3 separate regions of the Mus musculus genome follow, and regions 2 and 3 are each linked to region 1. A link is a contact called in public HiChIP or PLAC-seq and promoter capture Hi-C data. All regions are on one chromosome and are shown on one strand. The core of a region is the stretch at or near the end of the contact, and the rest is flanking DNA. Distances in the headings are between cores, read along the strand shown.

Region 1 (3,708 bases), core at 463-2,962:
GTGAGCTGAATCATAGACCGGGGGTGGGGGATGGGGGGTGGGCGGGCGGGAGGAGCTGTTATACCGGATTTCTTAGGGGAGGAGCTTTTCAGGGCAGAGATTTCCGGGGTCAGGATTTCTGGGATTTCAAATCCTGAGCTTGGGGAGCTCAGCGATTGGTGAGTTTTCCTGCTCAGGGATTGGTGGCTTTTCCCCCACACCCCTTTTGTTCACTTGGCCCATGGATCTGGATGGGAAAACTATCCATGCCTCAGGCGGCTTTGGCTGAGGTGACATCTCCCAGAAGCCAGTAGTGGGAGACAGAAGAGGAGGTGCGGTTGTCAGGGCAACTCCTAATTGCCCCCCACCCCCACCCCACCCCCCTGCTTAGGAACGACAATATATACCTTTCCACCAGTCCAACTAAATGCACTCAACTTTCATCCCACAGAAATGTCGGGGCCCCTTGCTGGTCCAATAAAGCAGTCTCAGCCTGTTGAGCTAGAGTTTAAATACTTCTGTCTCATTTTTCGTACACATAGATTTCCCTTTTGAATATGCTCAGTTTATTCACACAAACACTCCCTATAATACCATGCTATTATAAAGATTAAGGGACTCCCAGCTCAGGGTTGGTTCATCAGCATATCGAAGCCTGCTTGGCTCATAGGAGCTGCCATGTGGTTGGCTCCATAACACATCTTGAAAACATTACATTATTTCAAATCACACAAAATGGTTTTACTTATATTCCAAACTGGGTTGTAAATCGAGATTTCATTCTTCTGTGTAGCAAAACAGTTTATGGCTTATCACACACACACACACACACACACACACACACACACGTGTATTCCAAGATATAATCATCAATATCTATTGAAGTCATAGTTTAAACTAACTTCACCTTGTAAGAACTTTTATTTCAGGTAATTGGCTTAATTCAGTGGCTAGATCGCCTCTTTGCAGCAGGAGCTAGTTAAAAGAACAAGGCATTTGGGAAGTTGAAGGAGCTATCAATCTCGTGGGCATTTCTACTTGAAATAGCCGGCTTCCACCCTAGAGAAAGACACGGTCTGTATTAAGACAGAGGCCAGTTAGTTTTCTAGAGGATTAGATATATTTTAAAGGGAGGAAAAAGCACTGTTTCGCTAAACTAAATGTTCAACGAAAGAAGTGACCAGAGACATTCTATTCTCAGCAAGAAGAGGTCTAGCTGGCTGGTGGCAGTAGGGAGGCGACTTCGTAAAGCTTTAGCAGTAGGTGGAAGCATGATCAACATTTACCGGGAACTGGAAGTGTCAGGCAGGATTTTCTAATGACCAGGTTTTAATTAAGATCATGAGTGGGATTTAAAGCGGAATGATTCAAGAAATACAAAGCTGCGCCAGCCTTCCCATCCCACCCCGGCCGTGCCCTACGCCAAGACTTGACCCACCGAGGCACCCCGGAAGGCTAGAAAAATCCTGCTTCCAGCAACCTGCTGACCAATGCCTAGCTGCGCAGCTGGAGCTTGTCCCAACTTTGTCAAATAGCTCTGCCCCCAACCACTGCGGTGTTCTGCGCAGGCGCGGCCTTGGATAGACGCTGGTGGTAAATCCGGGATCTGCTAGCTAGGGGCCCTGCTCAAACTCACGTAAGATCACGTAACCAACGGCCGGAACCGCCTTTGCAGCTGGAGGTGCGCGCGCAGCGCCTTCCTAGCCTACGGGGGGCGGAGCCCACTAGGGGGCGGGGCGCGCTCGTGGCGACCAATCCGCGGACCCTGCGGTCCGCTGTCCCTGCTGGCCTGGGCCAGGGTACGGGTCCGTGGAGGCACTGGCTAAGAGGTGAGCGTGCTGCCGACTGGTTCGTCTTCTAGGCTGTCCTCTGTCTTCTGTCCCTTGGAGCGGCGGGCTGTGGGGGATGTAGGCACAGGACGGGGAGTACGGGGGTGCGGCGGGACAGGCCGAAATGACCACGCAGGCTGGACTCTGGAGGCCGGAGGAAGGGCTGGACCTTGCCGCCAGAGTTCATTCTCCCTGCGGCTTTGGAAGATCATCGGTGGTCCGGGACTCGGGGTAGCCAAGGTGGGGTCAGAGGTGGTGCAGTCAGAGAGGCCACCGACACCGACCTTTATTCCCTGCCTGAGAGCCAGGATCCCTCTAGGGTGGGCAGGCTGCGGAGAACAGCGTCTCCTGGAGGCCTGGCCTGGGAGTCCCGACCCCGGGACTACTAGGCGACCTTGGTGAGGAGGCTAGGCCCACCCTGAGACGGCCGAATGCCAATGAGTTACAATGGAACACAGCTGTCACTAGACCTCAAATAGCCGCTCGCTATGACCGGTGTCTGCCCCCAGGGGAGGTAAACAGGGAAATCTGCTCAGGGCCTTCTTGGCTGATGGTGAAGTCGCTGCCAGATCTCCTGGAAGAACTTCGATTTCCCTTGAGGGACCAGGGCGAGGTGTTAGGAAATCAGGCTGGCCGTATGGGCATCGGGCCAAGAGGGGTCTTCAGCTTTAGTCTTCAGGCTGGGGCCGGGGATTCTGAAGAGCATTGGCCCTTGAGTACTTGCCTCTTGTCTCTCTCATACCAGTATTTCCTTTATTTAAGCTTCCTCTGTAGGTAGGTAGTGTTCCCTGTAGAGTCCCCTTTAGTCAACATGACATTCCACAGGTGCCAAATTTACAATTGCACTCTCTAGGAGTCTTTTCTGTGTTTGAGACTGGAGATTTTGGGTAGTGGTCTCTTGAATGAAATGGAGAGGCAATGGCAGATCCAGGTAGACATATGGAATCCAAGGTGATGTCTAGCGTCAGGTGAAGGAGATCTAGGAATGCTCTGGAGGGTGGAGACTTGGAGACCCATGTAAGCCTGGAAAAGGAAGTTAGATTCAGAGACAGAGGACTCTGAGAAGAGTGCACAAAGCAGAAGACAGGAAGTTGGGCTAGCATTTTGGAATCCAGGACAGGAATCTTGGGGGATATGTTAACTGCAGGGGAATAACCTTTCATTTGGTGAAGCTGGAGTTGAGGGGGTTGTTGACAAACTATAGTTGAACCAAGACGGGCATGAGGCTCCGGTTCAAGATGCCCATCAGCCAGCTAATCATACTGGCCTGTCACCCGTAAGATGAGATGTCCTTTACAGGTGTGTAGGAAGCCCACCATGAACCAGCAAAGGTCAGACAAGTTGGAAGTGTTTGCTATGTTGTGTTCCATAAAGGCTCAGAATGGCTGGGTCTTCAAGAGGAAGAAGTGAACGTCCAGAGAAGCTTCCCACTTGCTCAAGGTTACACAGTTTGTAAACGCTCTGGAACTTGAATTATTTCAGGAGAGCAGCTCAGTTTACCTGGTGTTTAAGGACATTGCAAATAAGGATGGGTTTTAAGCTATTTTTCTAGGAAGTGCTGTTTTCAGTGGTAAAAGTGATTATCAAATAACAATTTCTTGCTCAAAAAAACCCAACTAGATGTAAATTTTCCTATACTTTGGAATATGTCTTTGAGTAGATTAGAAAATAACCTTGATAAGCAAATTACTGCCTTAATGAGTTTCACTAAAGGTGAACTTATCATTTGTGCTCAGCACTGGGGGAAGGCTTGCCAGTATTGTTTTCATGAGAATATTTCTCATGAAAGCCTTTCTGGGACTTTAGAAACTGATAAGAAGTGAAGTGTAATTGGACTCTGTGTTCTATATGTGTTTTTTTTTTTAAGATCCATTTTGTTTTTAATACTATGCACATTTCT
Region 2 (3,708 bases), core at 397-2,896, 2.0 Mb after region 1:
TGATGCCCTCTTCTGGAGTATCTGAAGACAGCTACAGTGTACTTACATATAATAAATAAATAAATAAATAAATAAATAAATAAATAAATAAATAAAAACAGACCCTATAATTTCTGAATATATTAAATCAGAACTGCTACAGCTTATTGATCACCAGTAAGCCTGGACAGGTTACTGTATCCCCACCCCCAGCACTGCGGTACAGACAGCATAAGAGGTGAGTATTGCTTTCTCATTTTACAAATGGGGCGATTGAGACGCACCAAAGCTGAAGAGGTAGTGAAACTGCAGACACCAGATTCCACCTCTAACTTTGGTCCTTAAACAAAGCATCACCTGCCACCTCGTCTTAAAGACCTTCAGTTCGTCCCTTACGCATCTCTGACCCATCCAACCCTCGCTCCCATCCCACAGGAATGCAAAAGTTCCCAACCCTCTGCTGTGCACCAGAGACACAGCCTGTCTGTCCAGCCCCTCTCAGTCCAACCCCTCCTTCAGTTCTCGGCTCCTCCGTGTGTTTCCCTGCCTCCACCCTCAGCAGAATCCGGGCTCATCAGAAAACTGACAGCTAGAGTGACTGATGTGTCTCGTTTAGAGATCAAGGGGGAGGCTGGTACATAGTCCAAGCTGGCTTTGAGTTCAGCTCCTCTTGACTCAGACTCCGGAGAGCTGAAGTTACACCTGCCTTTGACACTGTAGACGTTTGTTTTTGGGGTGCAGTTCTTAGACCGAGAACTTCCTGCCCACATACCCCAACCGGAGGAGATAAGCAGTTCCCTCCCAGGGGCTGACACTTTCTTCTTCCTGCACCCACCAAGCTCTGTTTACACTGCAAGGTTTGTCCTCAGGGGAGCCTCGAGCCCTAGCACCTGCAGTTGCCGATAGCAACCTATGTACTTTGCGTTTACCCTGCTGATCTGGGGGCCCTGAGTCAGAAAAGCCTGGACTCTTGGAGCATGGGCTCTCTCCATCTAGGCCTATCTGGGGTCCTAAGCTTTGTGTCTGAAGACAAAGCCCCCTAGAATCTGTGTTAGGGTAGAACACTCTGAGGTTAAACCGGGTATCCCCAGTTTCCCGCTAGAGACAGCGCTGCAGACTTGGGAGGGTAACTGCTGCTTCGCCAGCTGCAGTCTCTAGATCCGGTGGAATACAGAACAAAGTGACGTGACCCAAGGATTAGGGTGGGTGGTGAAGCATTCTGGAGAAAAGAGCCAAGGCCTGGGGGCAGCTGCTACTGACTGGAGCCTCCCGAGTCTCGGCGAAAATGAGCTGGACCCAGCAAGGCACTCACCAGACACATTCAACTGGCCTCCCAGGAACCAGCCGATCTTGCCCGTCCTGAAGTCACAGTCCCAGACAGTATGGTAAGGAGTGTCCCAAACTAGTGTGTCACGGGCCAGCGGCCCCCAGAAGGCGGCCGGCTCCTGGGCTGCCTGAGCGCTCAACGCGGGGTACGAGCCTGGTTGCGCTGCTGCAGGAACGCAGCCCGGGAGTCGGGTGGCGGTCGAGCGGGACACGCTCAGTGACCACCCCGATTGTCCAGAGCGCCCTTGCAGGCCACGCAGCAGTCGCCCCACACCGCTGCCGAGGCTGCGCGCCGCCATCTCGCCCGACGCCCCACGCGGGTGCGGTAGCCTGAGCGCCCCTAAGAGTCTCCACGGCCCCGCCCCGGCTCCGCCCCCGCGGCCACCACCCACTACTTCTCTCCCGGAGAAGCAGCTTCCTTGAGCCTGCCCCTTCCCACCTCTTCCCTCCTGGACAGGGACTCCGGGAGGTGGGTAGAACTAGGTTTTGTTGTGCGCCCAGTCCGGGGCTAGCCCGCGCTCTCGGCTTCAGTTTCCTGGGTTTCTGCGATCTCTTTTTACAGACCAAATAACTTTCTGGCTGGCGACAGAAGCTGCAAGTACACGGTTGGCCCAGCCTCCGGACCTGGGACACAGGCAGCGCTCTGAGATAAGATTGGGAACGCGTCTAAGTGGTCATAAGAGCGAAGCAGCTCACAGATGGTGTGGATGAACCGTCAGTTGGTTCAGCATACCATAGATTGAAGTCAAAGCTTTCCTCCTTAGGAGACCTTCTGAGAGTAAAGCCCTCTCCCAATGGTGTGGGCCTGTACAACCATGCCACACACACATAAATCACCCGCAGCGGGCTAAAGGGCTGATGAGCAACCCTGGGGGCCTTCAAACAGGAAAGGAGGTGCTATGAAGGCCTGAGTCCAGTAACAATATTTTGGTTACCAGCTGCTGACCTCTGCCAGGGCAGGTACCACTTCCTTGGGACCCTTTGCTGATTCCAGGTGGTGGGAAGCTATGGGAAAGAATAAATCAATGTCCATATCACATTGGGCCTCGTTGACCATCAGCTCCGTCATGAAGTTCAAGTTTTTGTTACTGAATAATCAAGAGTAAAAAGAAATGTGTCTCTACCAAATACTTAAGAAGTGAATAAATAATAAAAAAAATAAACACTAGAGGTCGGAGACTTTGGAAAACTGGTTTGTGGAGTTCTTCGGGCTGGCAAAGACTTTTTCCTGTTGGCAATGACAGCTGTAGATAGGTAGTTTCCTTGGAGGGGATACTGTGGGCAAGCTGCTGAGGAGGAAGGCGGTGCCAACAACTAGCACAGGCATATGTCCTGCCCTCAGCCAAGCACTTGTCCTTAATTCAAAAGTTAGGCAAGTGGGCACAGTGGTGCACATCTGGGGTCCCAGCTATTCACGAGTCCAAGGCAAAAAGATCACACCCTGGAGACCATGAGTTTGAGAGTAGCCTGAACAACATTGCTAGTCTCCACCTTAAGAAACCAAATCAAACCAAAAGCTAGGCTAGGGCCAGAAACAAAACAATGGAACACAGAAGGTTACATAGTGCTCGAATAAATAAGGAAGCACTCAAGCTAATAAAAAGAGACTTATAAAAGAGCACATTTTAGTTGAACACATAAAGCTATAGGTAAGAGAAAGGGCAGACTCTGCCAGGTGGTCTGAGAGATACCCACCAACACTTCCTCCTCCAGTGTGTACTCGGCATTTCCTGCTCCACCAAGACCAGGAGACTGAGCTGGAGGTGTGGAAGCTGAGTTGGGGGTGTGGCTCAGAGACAAAACACCTGCCTAGCATGCACAGGCCCTGAGTTCTACTGTCAGCATGCATAACCCTCTAAAAGGATGAAGATCCAGGCTAGCTGACCTCCTAGCTTTACTCCAGAGGACATGGCAGAAGTGATACTTTGACAGGCTGGCTAGATGCCAAGGCTGTGTTGAGGAAACCCTGTGTGCTGCTTCTTTTTTTTTTGGTTGGTTGGTTCCCAGCTGCCATGGTGTGAGGGAGTTGGTCCTGCCTTCTGGGGGCAAAGAACCCACAGAGAGACTGAGTTGCACCAGCCCACAACCAGGAACAGCTCTGGACAGATGTGCATCCACCTTGGCTGCTCTATACCAGGTATGGAGCCTCACCCTCAGCACAAAAGGCCTTTCTAGTGATTTGCGAGGTTGGAAGAAGTCTCAGATAATCTTAACTTTATTACTCAGCTGTAGCTAGCTGGCACAAAAACTACTCCTAAAATGTGAGGCCTTCCCTTTGCCAGTTCCTACACCTCATCCCCTGCACGCGTTGTCTTCTCTCTCCTTGTCTTCAAAGTGCTGGAGTTCTCAATCCTCCACTTTCCCCTCCAGGTCCCCTTGTCTTTCAAGCTGGAACCTGGAACC
Region 3 (3,708 bases), core at 817-3,316, 1.9 Mb after region 1:
TCAGGTACCTTATCCTGGGAGCCACTAGCACACTGAACTCCATGTTAGGCCCCAGTACCCAGGGGGCCAGCTGAGAACTGTCCACCAGAGTATTGACTGGTACTTGTGAGCCCATCTGCATGCTTTTCAGGTTAGAGTCAATACCCAGGTGGCCATGTGCACAATGCATCCAATGGAAGGCCCAGTATCCAAAGGAACAATTCCAGGCTAGTCTACTTAAAGCCCAGTACCATGGGGTACCTCATACATTTGCCACTTCAAGCCCTGTGCCACAATCTGGCTTGAGGACAAGGGCAGTACCTCAAAGACCACTTGCACTCTGCAACCTATGCATGTGTAGCTCCAGCAAGTAGGAGATGACCCACCCTGGCCAAAATGCATCCTTAGTACCCAGGGGCTGTCTACATGCTGACCTAAGGACAGGCACAGTCCTTAGGTACCTCAGGGACTTCACCACAGCTGACCTTAACTCATGCTCAGAACCCAGGATTAGCCCACTGAGGACACCACCTCTTTCACTGAGAATTCAGGCGCTCAATACCCCTGCTTCCCTGGAATCTTCCATTCCAACGTACAGGATCCCATTCTTTTGCAAGCAGTGTTCTCACTCCCAAAGCTTCCTGAAAAGCTGGACTTCAACGTCTCTCCGGATAACTGGAGGATGGGACTCTGCATTTTATTTTCAACAATCTCAAGAACTATACAAGATGAGGTTCTCCTTAGGGACTCCGCAGAAGCTTTCAGACTTTATGTAGCACAGAGGCGGGGAATTCAAATCCCTGAATTATCTTTGTACTGCACCACACTGGCCTGAAGACCAAGCAGCCAGCCTAGCTCCATCTCCTGCTCCCACCTAGACTACTGATGCTCTGGTTACTGCTAGAAATACAACACGTGGATTATGTTCTGACTCCCAACCTCTCAGTGGATGTTTGAAACTGAAGCGGGCACTACTCTATCCCATTTATACTGAAGACATTGTGTCCCAGACCCTAGCAGCCAAAAATAAGGATCCCAAGATCAAACAGGAAAGGACCATGGGGGGTTGTCATAACAGCTACTACTTACTGAATACTACCTGCAGCACCCAGAAACCTATTGGGACCTCAGATTACATAGTTTGTCCATGTCCCGCAGACCCTATCTGCCCTGTTTGGAATTTAGTAGGATCCAGCACAATTCACCTGGCTCAGACCCCCTCCACCGCTGCCCCGAGCATCCAGGATCTGACTATATCTGTATGTCAGGCAGCCTGGGAGGCCCATGTGTCTCCTGGGGGCAAGTAAGACCCCAGGCATCCTTCCACACTACCTTCCTAGCCTAGTTCTGAGAGACGAATATACCTCTCCACACTGAAGCCGATTACAGCTTGCTTTCCTCCTACCCTGAGCCTTTATGCAAAAGAAACTCCAATGTTTCACAAGTCCCCAGAGGTAACTGAGGTGCATGGGCTGTTCCTAGTCTAATGACAGCAAAGCCTAGATTCAGATTCAGATAACTGGGTATAGGTACCCACTCCAAACCATGGGCTGAAAGTAGAGGCATGGCCAGAATCAGACCTCTGTCTACGTAATTTCATCTCCTTAGAAGGCTTTGAGCCCAGAGTGGGCCATGATCAGTATCTCAGCTCTCACGGTGCTGAGCTCCTGTTTGAGGCACAGAAGCCACGTGCCAATGCTCCTCCCAAGGACTTTGGAAAGTATGAATAGCTTTCCTGCAGATAACCCCTCAGACCCGGACAGCATAGTTTCTTGTCTCTTGAAGGGGGCTATTCTGAATACTAGAATGCAGGAGGGGAGAGAGTCTATAAATGTAGAAGGACAGTCAAGTGACTACTTTTGAAAATCCCCTGGTTTCTTCACATCAGCATCCCCCGTGTGTGGTGAATGGTAGGAAACTGCCTCCTCCCACCCTGGGAAGGAGAGAGGGTGCTGCGCTCGTGGGTCTCACTTCTCTCCCCCTGCCTCCCCCTGCAAATGATCACAGCTTGGAAACTTCTTTAAAGGAAGTGGTTGCTCTTGTGGCCCCAAGTCCTGAAGATGAAGCGCTTCTGGTTAAAATGATTCAGCAAGAAACCACGCCCCACTGAAGCTACCCCACCATGCCCTGGTCCTGGAGCTGTACTTGCCGAGCACTTGGCCCACTACATGCTCCCTGCATTTCCCCAGCCATGTGGCTGGCCATTCTGCTTGCCCTCTGCTGCCTAACTTCTGACACCCATGGGGCACGCCCCCCAGGTAAGAGAAGGGTCATCTGGCCCCATCCCAGAGTACTGTTCTGACCACCTTCTAGTAGTAGAAGTATGGGGACCCTGGCCTGTTAGTCTTGCATCTTTCTTAGGACACTCTTGGAACCCTGAGAAAGACCCTGGCAAGGGGCTGGGGATCCTGGCAGCAGCTACTTCTAAGCAGAATAGACATCAGGGATCAAGCATAACAGCAGCCACAGGGATAAAGAGAACAACTTCTGTTCTCTTCTGTTCAAGGGCCTCACTCAGTCTATATCTGACAGCTTTACTTTTCTAACTGACTTTACTGCAGAGACCCCAGTAAGATAAGTATTGTGCAAGTCAGCATGCTAGTGGCCAGTGAGGGGTGGCAGTCGCCTGTGTTGGAAAGCTGAGATGCAACCAGGCTAGCTAACTTGCTAACCATCAGCCATGAGTGCCTGTTTCCCTACAGAGAGCTGGAAGATGTCTGCCCCAGCAAGCAGATTCAGCACATAGATAAAGTTTGAGGGCCCTGCCTCTAACTGACAAAAAAGCTGATAACTGACCATCTCCCAGTAGATGAAGACAGCGCTTATGCATAAGGCTTTTGTCATTCTTCCTCCTTAAAGCAGGCTGGGTCTGGTCACTGGGAGGCAGTGAAAGGGAATACCCAAGAGACACCAAGGACATAGAATCCCCCTTCACAGCAATTAGGTGCAAAGAAGTAAGTGTAGAGACACAGTAGGGCATAGCCTCCAAATCCAAGACCCAAGTAGATGCTGTGAATGGGGCACTGTGGAGACAGGGCAGTAATGGGTAGGGGAGCTTCTGTTCTGAGGATGAGGATGGACCACAGCAGCTCGGGGGGGGGGGGTCATTGGCAAAGAGGTAGTTAACTGGTAAAAGAGGAGACAGCACTAAGCACGGGCCAGGCCACAGACCTTGCCTCTCCATGCCCTGCTCCCTGTGGCCTTAGTGCTCACTAGGAGGCCCTTCCTGGCCTACCTACGATTCCTCTGCCCCAGTTGTCCAGAGAGAAGCTTGGGCAGAAGCTGGTGTTCATGCTGCAAAGCCCTCTTGGCCTATGTGAGAGATCTGGGGAAGACATTGGTACTGGCTATCTCACCGATCCTAGGGTTTCGGTTTTTTATACTCGGTGTTTTGACGATGCTGTGTTTGCCTCCTCTGAGGCCTAATTCAACAGAGTGGCCACATCTACCACATTATAGTTAACACCACAGGACAGCTGTTGGGGGAGATATTGGAGGACTGTCAGTTCCCTGTCTCTACCACGTTAACTTCCCCCAAATTTGTGAGCTGAAAGGAATCTTCTCCATTCACCTGCCCTCAACAGCTTCTCTGAGCCACCCCCTTCAGGCCTCTCTGCCCAGACCCAAATAAACACCACCCTCACACTGGAACCTGGGAATACTACAAGCCCCATATACACCATCTGAGAAGTTTGGAACTTCCTTCAGCCTGCCCTTTGAGATGCCAGT

Evidence for each region. Promoter capture Hi-C pulls out the DNA fragments that hold promoters and counts their contacts. HiChIP or PLAC-seq counts read pairs in DNA pulled down with a chosen protein or histone mark.
Region 2: a contact with region 1 is called in a promoter capture Hi-C map of pre-B cells, with 4 times the contacts expected there. The contact joins the promoter of Acss1 here to the promoter of Gzf1 in region 1. A contact is called at or near these places in 10 of 39 promoter capture datasets (the C10 cell line, the HPC-7 cell line, HPC-7-derived erythroid cells and 6 more), 3 of 484 Hi-C or Micro-C datasets (CD4 T cells and CD8 T cells), 4 of 115 datasets of contacts at active chromatin or transcription factors (astrocytes, embryonic forebrain, large pre-B cells and 1 more) and 2 of 9 other capture datasets (embryonic stem cells and liver).
Region 3: an H3K27ac HiChIP or PLAC-seq map of thymic regulatory T cells shows a contact between it and region 1, with 10 times the contacts expected there. The contact joins the promoter of Cst7 here to the promoter of Gzf1 in region 1. A contact is called at or near these places in 2 of 39 promoter capture datasets (the C10 cell line and liver), 1 of 484 Hi-C or Micro-C datasets (CD4 T cells) and 1 of 115 datasets of contacts at active chromatin or transcription factors (thymic regulatory T cells).

The regions. Positions count from the first base shown.
Region 1 is chr2:148,679,408-148,683,115 of GRCm38.p6, forward strand. It overlaps Gzf1 (GDNF-inducible zinc finger protein 1), which reads left to right and starts at 1,713. Exons shown (of 6, transcript NM_028986.3): 1 at 1,713-1,808. It overlaps Gm46771 (a long non-coding RNA gene), which reads right to left and starts at 1,537. Exons shown (of 2, transcript XR_001783505.2): 1 at 1,418-1,537; 2 at 871-1,038.
Region 2 is chr2:150,666,594-150,670,301 of GRCm38.p6, forward strand. Acss1 (acyl-CoA synthetase short-chain family member 1) reads right to left here and starts at 1,647. Exons shown (of 14, transcript NM_080575.2): 1 at 1,292-1,647. The coding sequence starts at 1,604. E130215H24Rik (RIKEN cDNA E130215H24 gene) reads left to right here and starts at 901. Exons shown (of 2, transcript NR_040331.1): 1 at 901-1,364; 2 at 1,868-2,339.
Region 3 is chr2:150,568,349-150,572,056 of GRCm38.p6, forward strand. It overlaps Cst7 (cystatin F (leukocystatin)), which reads left to right and starts at 2,067. Exons shown (of 4, transcript NM_009977.3): 1 at 2,067-2,237. The coding sequence starts at 2,171.